Linked DNA regions of Pan troglodytes: region 2 is linked to region 1. A link is a contact called in public Hi-C data. All regions are on one chromosome and are shown on one strand. The core of a region is the stretch at or near the end of the contact, and the rest is flanking DNA. Distances in the headings are between cores, read along the strand shown.

Region 1 (5,613 bases), core at 1,066-3,565:
ACATTTTCACTTTTGCGAAAATAATTTTATAGAAATCTAGTGATCAAACATGCAGTGATCCAAAACATTTGATAAAATAATCAAAAATTGATCCAGGCATGTCAGATGTTGTATTATGTGGTTGAGACAGGGTTTTTCTCTCCTATATTACTAGAAATGTGACAAAGCATATCATGTTGTACACTTGTACAATAAATTCTTTGACCAGAAAGCTACTATAAAAATAAAATGGTAGGAGAAAAGATCCACTCAATCTTCTGAATTTGCTAAAATCTAATTTGGGGAAAAGGTCCTTTTTAAGACTATTGATTTGAAGAAGTCCTGCAAGTTTACCTACCTTAAGTTGAAACTCCTGTTTTCCATTGTAGCAGTCTTTGATGTTGAATATGGGCAGATTCCCTGACTCCACTAGGATACAGTATATATATCTTGATTATGGCACTCACCACTTTGGACAGGAATCACATGCACACTTGCCTACTTTCCCAACGAGGCTGTGAGATCCTTTTATTTTATTTATTTATTTTGGAGATGGAGTCCTGCTCTGTCGCCCAGGCTGGAGTGCAGTGGCATGATCTCGGCTCCCTGCAACCTTTGCCTCCTGGGTTCAAGCGATTCTCCTGCCTCAGCCTCCTGAGTAGCTGGGACTACAGGTGATCGCCACCACACCTGGCTAATTTTTGTATTTTTAGTAGAGATGGAGGTTCACCATGTTGGCCAGGCTGGTCTTGAACTCCTGACCTCAGGAGATCCACCCACCTCGGCCTCCCAAAATGCTGGGATTATGGGCATGATCCACCGTGCCCAGCCTGTAAGATCCTTTTAGAGAGGAATAAAATCTTGGCCTTTGCACAACACCCCCCAACTACTTGGTCCTGAATAAATCTTGATTTCATAGTATGTTTCCCATCTGAACTCATCACAAGAACAATAACATCAGTTAGTATTTGTTGAGCACCTACTATTCTAGGCAACTGGCGTCACTTTCTGCAATCCTTGTAGCAAATGGAAAAGTTAGGTCTTCTGTACATTTTACCAATAAGAAAACTGAAGTTCAGAGGAATTGTGTCATTTGGCTAACTGCATACAGCTAGCAGACTGAAGGACTAGAATCCCACCCTGGGCATGTGTGACCCAAAACCCATGCTGATACTTTGCATTACACCCTCTGAATCTCTTAAAGAAAAATTTGTGAGAAGTGTCGAAAGGAGGAGGGAGGCCATTTGCTTCTACCTGCTGTTTTCAAAAAGACTAAGGGAACATACTTGGGACATTCTAACACACATTAATATAGGATTCATCTACCACCGCAGCTCTCTCTCCCTTTCCAAACTTTAATGCATCACAAGCACAGGGGCCATTGCCCTTTCACCCCTATTCCAGACACATTTAGAAAGAGGTGAAATTGAAGTAGAATGAGGTTAAATGGCTTCTTATAAAAGGACCCACATTCTCTTCGTTTTAGAGCACTTGAATGACTCTATTCTTTCTCTATTTCCCTTTTAGAAAAACTTTTTAAAGCCCCCCTAACAGTAAGCAAAGCACACACTGAAGTTAAGAAGAAGAATGTATAAAGGAAATATTTTTCCATTTTGCAAACCCTCACACTGCTTGTATTTATGATACATCTTACCAGAGAGGATGTCCTGCAGAACATGTCAGAATTAGAGATGATGAATTTTCAGCCACTCTTGGCTGCTTCTAGCTGTGCTTTGAGTTTGACCCAGGCAAGTCTAATACACAGTGCTGACATGTGGTTTCCTCCACTTTGTTCATGCTTTGGTGTATTATCTCTCAGCTGGCAGAATGATCTTATGGTTTATTTGGCATGGTACATAAAGGTCCTGAGTTATGTAAGGCTATTAAATCAGAACCTGTCTAGGCATCTTTGGAAGACTGTTAGCCTGGTTCATTCTGGGCAAATACAATTAAAGTCTTGGCTATTATTTACAGCAAATACCAGTAAAACCTTAAGTTCCTCGGTTTATTAACATTGATGCTGAAGGAGAAGGGGGAGGATCAATGTAGACCGTGTTCAGTGCTGCAGCTTGCACTGATTAAAACCCTACTTGTCATATTCTATATCGTTGTACTGTAGTTATAGTAAATGTTCCTTGTAATGCATTTTCAAGTACAAAAATTGCTTCAGAAAAGAGCATTTAGAAAACTAATTCTATTGAAACCAATGAAGTGTTGACACATTGGCTGATGCAGATTTGTTTAAAGAGGCTTTTTTGAAGTTATAAAAGTCCAGTCCTAGAGGCAAAAATCAGTGACTTCTCAGTCTAGTGACTGAGAGAACAGTGGAGCAGTATGTGTAGTCAGCACCCCTTCATTAATCCTTTCCCATAATTCTACACTAGTCACCTTCTCCCTTGCCTGACTCTATAGAATTTCAAACCTGCTGCCAGCCCAGGAACTCACTCAGAAACCATTCATTACTCAGGCAAGGCATTTATAATGTTTGCTGATGTGTCGGTGAATAGGAACACAGTGTAAATCCAGACTGAAGAGTGCTCTTTTTTGTCATCTAAATTGCTCCTATGTGATGTGTTCCATAAGCGTTAGAAATCACCAGGGATTCTGACATACTCATCTTTCTGAAAGTAGCATTTCACCGTGCCAAACCCTGGGAAGAAAAAAGGACAGAGAGTGTTCGCAGCTGAAAAGAGAGATACAGCATTAAGTAAAAAGCTGATTATTCACCTCAAACTAGGCCATTGGCTCCCACAGAAAACCTTCAGTGCCTGCAGGCCCTGCTGAAATCAAACATAAAAGCAGGCATCTCTTGCATTCTAACCAGGCTCTCAGTATAACCAAATTAAGCAGCTTAGTGATGAGAGAATGTTAACGAATGAAGGGAGTGGTCAACAAAGAAGGCTGGTCCAGTTTTCCCATGATAAGCTGTGCTGGGGAGAAATGTGCAGTGGCCGTTGTTAGGTGGGGACTTCATAATTCATAGCTGCTTTATCCCAGGGTGTTACTTAGGAGTATCCATAGTGAATCATGTGGAAACAGGGTTTCTGGTAGGATAGATGGAGACAGTCTTTTGTTCACATGCCTGGGGAATTTATCAGATTTGCTGTGGCTTACATCCATGGTCATCTGTCTGGACACATGATTGAGTATATCTTTTCCAAATTCTGTGCCTGGTATAACCAGGACATTCAATAGTTTTTTTTTAATTGAGGTCAAATTCATGTAACATAAAATGAATTATTTTAAAGTGAACAATTCAATGGCATTTACTATATTCAGAATGTTGTATAACTGCCACCACTACCTAGTATGAAAATATTTTCATCACCTCAAAAGGAAATTCCATACCCATTAAGCAGTTAACTCCTCATTCCCCCTCCCTCCAAGCTCTGGTAACCACCAATCTGCATTCTGTCTCTATGGATTTACCTATTCTGAGTATTTCATATAAATGGAATCATATGTGTGGCTTCTTTCACTTAGTATGTTTTCAAGTTTCATCCATGTTGTAGCATGTATCAGTACTTCATTCCTTTTTACGGCTGAGTAATAACCCATTATATGGATAGATACAAACTGTCTATCAATTCATCCATTAATTGACATTTAGCTTGTTTCCACCTTTTGGCTATTGTGAATAGTGCTGCTATTGATACAGGAGATAGAAAGAAATTATTTAGGCAGATAGTGAGAGCAAGAGAGTCCTCAGCAGAACTTCCCTTCTAACAAAAAAAAACAGCCCTAGAAACCATTTTTTTTTCTAAAAACTGATGGAAAGCCTGAAAAATCAAACTACAAATATGGATAAAAAAGCTGGAAGCTTGCACGGGGGAATGCCAGGAGCTGCACCAATAGAAAAGGGCTACCTGGGGAACAGGCATGTCCACCATGGAAGCCTTCCTTTTTTATTAGCACATGTATAGTAAGAATGAACTGAGCAACATGAAAAAACTTGGCAGAGGATCCAGCTGCATAATAAAAGATTGGGATGAGGGCTGCCAGAGACTTGCGCCCTATGCAGATGGTTCACCTGGTTCTAACCAATTTTTTGTGCCCTATGTAAATCAGACACCGCCTCCCCACAAGCTCATCGATAAAATCCCCTGCATCTCACCAGTGGATCAGCAACCCCTTTTTCCAGGACTCCTCTCTGTAGCAGAAAGCTATTCTCTTTCTTTCACCTATTAAACCTCCACTCTTAACCTCCTTGTATGTCCACATCCTTGATCTCCGTGGCCATGAAATAACGAACCTTAGGTGTCACCACAGACAATGAGGCCAAATCACTATGAATATGCATATGCAAGTATTTGTTTGAATACCTGTTTTCAATTCTTTGGGTTATATACCTAGGAGAGGAATTGCTGGGTCATATAGCAATTCTATATTTAACCTTTTGAAGAACCACCAAAATGTTTTCCTTAGCAGTTCAACCATTTTATATTCCCATTAGCAATGTACAAGAGTTTTGATTTCTCCACATCCTTGCCAATACTTGTTATTTCTCATTCCTTTTTATTTTTTATAGTTATCTTAGTGGGTACGAAGTGGCACCTCATTATGGATTTGATTTGCATTTCCCTAATGACTAATGAAGCTGAGCATCTTTTCATATGTTTGTTGACCATTTGCATATCTCATTTGGACAAATATATATATTTGTCCAAAGTACTAAAGTTATTTGTCCCCATTTTAAATTAGGTTGTCTTTTGTTGTTGAGTGGTATGCCATCAGATTTTAGGTCGTTGAGTGGGATGGATAACCACATCCACCTGCCCTGAGGAATAAAACCAAAAAGTCATCAGAACCTGTGGTGATGAGGAATATCAAGTTTCCTATAATAGAAGACAGCTCTGATATAAATTTGACGGTAAAATGGGGAAAGTGTAGGCTTTGCAGACAGAGCAGAGTGCTCCTTACTTTCTGCTAATGTGACCTTAAATAAGTGACTTACCCTCTCTGAACCTCAATTTTCTTGTCTGTAAAATGGAAATGACAATGCCACTATCATAAGATTGTTGTGAGGATCAAATTAACATAAAACTTGAGATCCCTTAGGAGCTACTCTACAAAATAATTTTTGCTCTTCTCTACACAATAAATACGGCCACATGGAAACTTCTATGAAAATCATTTACTTTTTAAATCTATAAGAAATCTGCTTTTTAAAAGGATTTTATGATGAATCCAATCCTGCATAGAAGTACCCTTTTGTAATTAACCTTCTGGGTTTTCTATTAAGTAAATCTTAATTTTCATGTGGAGTTTATATCAGGCTACGTTTTTCCCAAGTTGTGTTTTTAACTCAGAATGTGTTTCCATTGACATGATCTAAATGTAGTGGTTAGAGTCCCACATGGGCCCACTAAGCCTCCAGAACCTGCGATAGACTGAGATATAGAATTATAGGCATCATCCTCATCCTGGATCTCAGGAGCAGTGAGCATCTGAAGCCAGGAGGAAGAGGAGGGTATAAGGCTGGGCCTGGGCAGAATTTTCAAATAAAGGGCATCTTTGGCATTCCCCATATCCTTTTCCATATACCTTTCCTGCCATCCAGGGCCCTTCTCCTTGCACCTTTATGCCCACCACACCCTGGAGCTATCACAGGCTCCCTCCTTTTCCGTTCTCCCC
Region 2 (5,613 bases), core at 1,914-4,413, 340 kb before region 1:
TTACATAAACTTTCGTTTGCATTTCAGAAGCCTTATGGAAAGATTCCTGTGGCTGACCCAGGAGTAGTGGTGAATTTCTCCATCAAGTGAGTATTGATGAGCTGCAAAGTTCAGTGAACAGGAAAATTCTGCTCCTTTTATTGCCAATGTGACAGGTTACTTTATTACCATGCCTTTCACAGCAATTTAACAGTTACCCTGGTAACGGATTCAGTGAGGTAATGGGATCACAGGCATTGGAGCGGAGGCAGGCTGGCCGCTCGGCGCAGCCATCTGCTGGCTGCTGTTCCGGAGGCTGTCTGCCTGGAGGAGCCCTGACAGTCACGGGGCCTGCATGGCAATGAGCAGGTGAAACCGCAGGCCTGCCCTATTTAGCTGTACTCTGGTGATTTGTCTTTCTAATTCTATTGAAATAATCATCAGGATTTGTTTCTGATTAATTAACTAACCTTTTGGTAAAAAGATTAGATAACGAAATTGCTGCCTATTCAGAGATAATGAGATTTTTATTACTCTGTCAAAGGAAAAAAAGTACATTTATGTGTCACCAGCCGCTGTGTCAAGAGGAAAAAAAAAAAGAGAGAGAGATTTCAGTCTTTGTCGAATGTGTATATTCCTCAACAGACGACGGGTGTGCTTAATTCTGTAGGAACGCCCCAGCCTCGTTTGACGCCTTTAGGAAGAGTTTTTAAAACAGCAAACAAAGTAATAAACACATTTAGTCCAATAGGCTTTTGGGGAGGGTGCTAATTTGTTTTAAAATGTCTCCTAATGGGAGAGAAACGCTTGGGAGTCTGGGGAACTTGCCTGTACTGTGTGGGTGTATTTATGTAAGTGTGAGAGTGTGAAGAAAGCAGTAAAATCTCCGTGCGAGGCTTTAAAATGACATATGTAGACAGGCTGCTTTTCCTCCGCACTACAGATATGTCTTCGGCTTGCAGTACATTTGTCTTCTGGCAGGAGCTGCACTCGGGCAATGGGAAGGGGAAATCATCCGAGCTTAGCAGGCTGGGAGGTCACCTGTGACTGTCACAGGTAGGCTGCCTTAGGAAATGAATTATTCTAACTGGCGGTGAGTAAAAAGGGAAGCAGCCCTTCTCCTGTTTCACTCCAAGACACACAGCCAGTCAATTTAACCTTTTCTCTTAAGAAGTCATAGCTCAATCCTTTGTTAAGGGGGACTTTCATTTTCTCACTCCTCTGTGCCTTCTTCAATGCTGTGATGCCAAGAAAAAAAAAAAAATACCAACCCCGGGAAAAGCGCTTCCCTTGGATAAAGAGATGCCAAATGCGCCAAATAGGCTATGTGAGCCAGGCAGCATTGGAGGGAACAAAGCGCAGTATATTTCCAAATAAAACTTCAAAGAGCTACAATATTGTTTTAATTACTAAAACCTGAGGAGGAAACACAGTGCATGTCTCCTCCTTCAATGCAATGAAACGGAGGAGTGGGAGAAAGGGCCAAGTGGCAGGCTGGGACCCAGCTGAGCATTTTGTGAAAGTGTATTTGTGTCACTGTCTTTTCAGAGTCAATGAGACACTTATGTTTCTTGTGATATCCTGTGGCCTTGGCTGCCTCCGTTTGTGTGTGTATGAACATGAAAAGATTTCAAGTTCTAAAAATGGAAGTTTCTATTCTGAATTTCGTATGGTTCACAGACAAGTTGCAACAGACCAAAGGAAAAAAAGAAAGAAAGAAAGAAAGAATGTGCAGGGGATCAAATGTGAACATTCCAGAGCCCACTTTCCTGTCCTGCCTGGCGTTCCCACTCTCCTTCCCCTCTTTATTCCAGTTCCTCCTGCACCTCCAATTGCCAGCTAACAGGCTCCATTCCTGATAACAGATGCTTGACAAAGAAAGAGAAATAAGACATTAAAAAAGAGTAGGCTGCTGCTGGGGGTGGGGATTTGATAGCACATTGCCAATGGCTTTTTACAGGAACTTGCTCTCCCTGGCTCACTACCAAGACAGGGAAAGAACAGGGCGGGGGAGGGAGCCTTTGTCCTCAAACTCCCAGTGAAATATAGGGTTAATATTAGCAATTATTATTAAAATTAGCCAAATGTTATTAAATGATCTTTGTATAGAAGAATAAGTATAGTTTTCCCTTTGGCAGACAATGACATCTGCAGCTCTACATTTTCATGAAATGACTATACTTAACAAAAACATTACTTCATTTTCATGGTATTTCTTTTGTGCCTAGGAGCAACCCTGTAATTGTTCACTTCAATTACAACATTACTATTTTAAACCGAAACCCATTTTATCTGCATGCCAGCTTTTTATTTGTTTTACCAACTATATCTATTTCCATTACTGCAAGGCTGATGGTTTGTCTCAAGAGGAAATCAAATCCATTAATTCAGAAATTTCAAGCCTGACTAGCTCTGCCATAAGCAGCATTTCTTATGCTAATAGCAAATGTGCTGAGACTGAAAGGAACTGACATGGCCCTGTTTTTTATCATAACTTAAGCATTTATGTAAGAAGGCAAATCTAATAGTAGTAGGAAACTGTAAGTGTTATTATATATAATTCACTTTCCTGAGATCTGGACAGGGCTCTGGTTTGTGTAGCCATGGTTTAAATCAGGCTGCCACAAGACTTTAACTCACCTGACTTTCCCTATTCAGCCAACATATTGCTTCACAACAGATACATCTAGCATGAAACTAGATTTGTGTGTTTGTGTGGATTTGTTTGTTTTATTCTCTACTATTTTTTCCCCCTGCAAGACCGACTTTTGTCAATGCAGGGGGGAAAAAAAATCATTTTGTATTCAGGGGATGTCTGAAACTTACGCGTGTAACAGCACTAGCCTGAGACAAACCTGGCTCCTTCTGTTTCATTTTTAATGCACTCTGTTTGGGTCCTATCACATGGTTTGTGTTCAATTAGATAGCTTGACTCGATAAAATCTGACTCTGACCCAGAAAAAAAGGAGAGAGAGAGACTGCTCCTGACTCCTGCTTAAGCTTTTGCAGGCACTGTGACCTGTTTATGTCAATGGTAAAGTTTAAGAGATTCCTATCACAGAACCACATCATCTTCTGGGATCTTAAAAATACAGAAAGCACTCGAGGACCCTGGCCCTCCTTTGTCACTGCAAAGCCCTTCAGTGCTGTAAATCAGTTCTCATTGGGAGCTCTTATACACCAGCCGTCACCGAGAAGCTTTGGAGAAGTAGACAAGGCTTTTAGGAATTGCTGAACCATGAAGTTGACCTGCTTAGGGTTTTGTTGTAGGCTATTAAATCCGGGATGGCCGTTTTAAGATGATTCCGCTTTCTTTTTCCCTTGGCCTGGTTAAGCAACTCTACCCCCACCTCATTATTCGACTGATTTAAAAAAAAAAATCAGAATGGAGCAACCTGCTGTTTAAGAATACTACCTTCACACATCAATTTAATGAGAGTGACTTATGCTGACGTAGTTTATGGGCTCAAGCAACTTGACGCTAATTTTGCAGCTAAGAAAAGATTTACTAACTGTACATACTGCTCTGCTTTTGTTGGCAAGGGTACCACGATTCTTTTCTCCAAAAACAAACTCTAAATCTTTTGTAAACATGCATTATTTGGTTAACACATTGTAAATGGATCCCAGTTGTGCAGCACAAGCACTGTTCACTATTATGTAAACAATTATTCACTGAAAGCCTTGCTTTAAATTGTAAATGAATATATTTCAGCTGTAACGTTGCTTTCAGACCTGCCCAGTGGTATAAATCTGGTCATTTGTTTTTTGCACTCTGCCTATTACTAACCGGTTAGAAATGTGCTGATTATTTGCACAAGCCTTTCACACTGCGGGCACAGTTAAATTGCTGTTTTATTTTTCCTGTGTTTGATGAGTGTTAACAGGAGCGCCATTTGAGGAAACCCAAACCAAATACAGCTCTTTAATTGGGGTTGGAGTGTTTGGGAAAAGCCACCCGGTGAGTAATTCCACTGTTTAATGTTTGAAAGTTCATCCACCTCACTATAGGACTTATGACAAGATTAATTAAAGGGAGTTAACAAAAATGCAGGGCCTTGCTCAGCCAACCAGAATAGCTTGAAATACGGCGCACCCACTTGCAGGGATGTAGATTATTTGGTGCAAGGTCTAATTCCCAACTCTCTCCTTTAAACTCCTGTCATTGCCAAACAGCTCCATTTTAAATTCAGTATCTCTTCAAGAAAGCACAATCTGGAGAAAAAAAATATGACAGAGGTATCTCATTGGGCCCCTGTGACTTCCTTTGCTCACAGGGTACGCCCAGTGGCTGATGAAAGTTTCAGCTGACTCAGAAAGCCTTGTCTTTTTATTTCCCCCTAAACAGTCAATGATTCATTTTTAATGTTTCCCCACCTCTTGTGGTTTAATTGGGTTTCAGTAGTGTGCTGATCTGCAGAGCTTGGAAGACAGAAATAATGACCTTGGATGGTCTCATTGGTGTGCACCAGAACAAGTGTAGTTTTATTGAGCTCTGTTGCTAGAACTGCAAAACTGTATGTGCATTAACTTAGACAGTGCTGACCTTAGATCAAGCCTAGGATAATGGGAAAAGCCCCAGATTCCAGCCCTGGATTTGCTCCTGACTTTGCACACTCATTTTACCTCTGTGAGTCTTGCCTGTGGCATAGCCGGGTTGGATGGCACCATCCTTATTGTTCCTTCTGAAACTGAAATTCTCAGATACCTGCGGTGCATAATTCTACCTGCTCTTTCACATCTATAAATAAATAAAAGAGGAAGACTCAGTGATCAAAAGATATGGTGTTTAATAGCTAAAAGGACGAGGCTTTTTATTTCCACATTGAACATTAGAAAGGGGATCTGTAGTTTTTTTTGTTACTGAAAATTCTGTAGAATTTAGGTAGAATAGGTATGCTTCCTTCTGTGGCTATTCTTTGCAACTTAAATGACTATACTATCCTTAAGTAAACCACACAAGAAATACTTTGTAGATCTACAATGGTTTGTAATTATATTATTTATAATTTGTTTAATATACTTTCCCTTATAGTGAACAGGACTCATGCTACCTTTTTCTTCCTAATAATCTACTTATTCAGATAGTCTATTTTGCATATTACATTCAATTTAGGTTGAAAGAATGAAAGTAATGTGCACATCAATAAATGGCTGTGAAAATTAAGATAGAAGACTTTTTTGTCTTCTCTGAAACTTTCTCTTTTCTAGATACTGATGCAAGTTATCGCTAATGACAAATTGGAATCATAAGCCTTGAGTACAAAAAGTCCATTTAAGGACAATTATGAGCTTTGTCATAATGGAAAATACAGGCATTGATTTCTTTTCCTCTGCTAAACACAGTTTTCTAAAGAAGAAACAGTCAGTCTCCTGTAGCATTTCTCTTACCTATATATATATGTGTTCGATAGGCAGTTCCACAGAACAAATGGAAATATTTTTTAATTACATATGTTTTAGTTAGAAACACACTTGGAATTTTTTTAAATTGTAGTTTGTAATAGTCCTGAGTCCTGGTAGTTGGTTTATTTTAAAATGTAGATGTTACACCAAATTGAAATATTAGCAGTGCTTTATTGTACCTGCTTCCCTATCTGCCCTGCCTTTCATCCAGTGCTTCCAAGAGAAATA

What was found. A called contact is a pair of places that touch in the nucleus more often than the background predicts.
Region 2: a contact with region 1 is called in a Hi-C map of stem cell-derived neural progenitor cells, with 3 times the contacts expected there. The contact joins two enhancer-like sites. A contact is called at or near these places in 1 of 7 Hi-C or Micro-C datasets (stem cell-derived neural progenitor cells) and 1 of 1 other capture datasets (stem cell-derived neural stem cells).

What each region holds. Positions count from the first base shown.
Region 1 is chr4:122,815,628-122,821,240 of NHGRI_mPanTro3-v2.0_pri, reverse strand. The region is part of intron 3 of LOC104006543 (a long non-coding RNA gene); the gene reads right to left. Among named protein-coding and RNA genes, the nearest start is that of ZNF608, 310 kb to the right of the region's middle. Within about 2 kb of position 2,315, at least 5 of the 24 cell types and tissues checked have an H3K27ac peak or open chromatin away from gene starts, as enhancers often do. A contact at or near this core is called in stem cell-derived neural progenitor cells, where this site is marked.
Region 2 is chr4:123,156,856-123,162,468 of NHGRI_mPanTro3-v2.0_pri, reverse strand. All of the region lies in intron 4 of LOC104006543 (a long non-coding RNA gene), which reads right to left. Among named protein-coding and RNA genes, the nearest start is that of ZNF608, 660 kb to the right of the region's middle. Within about 2 kb of position 3,163, at least 11 of the 24 cell types and tissues checked have an H3K27ac peak or open chromatin away from gene starts, as enhancers often do. A contact at or near this core is called in stem cell-derived neural progenitor cells, where this site is marked.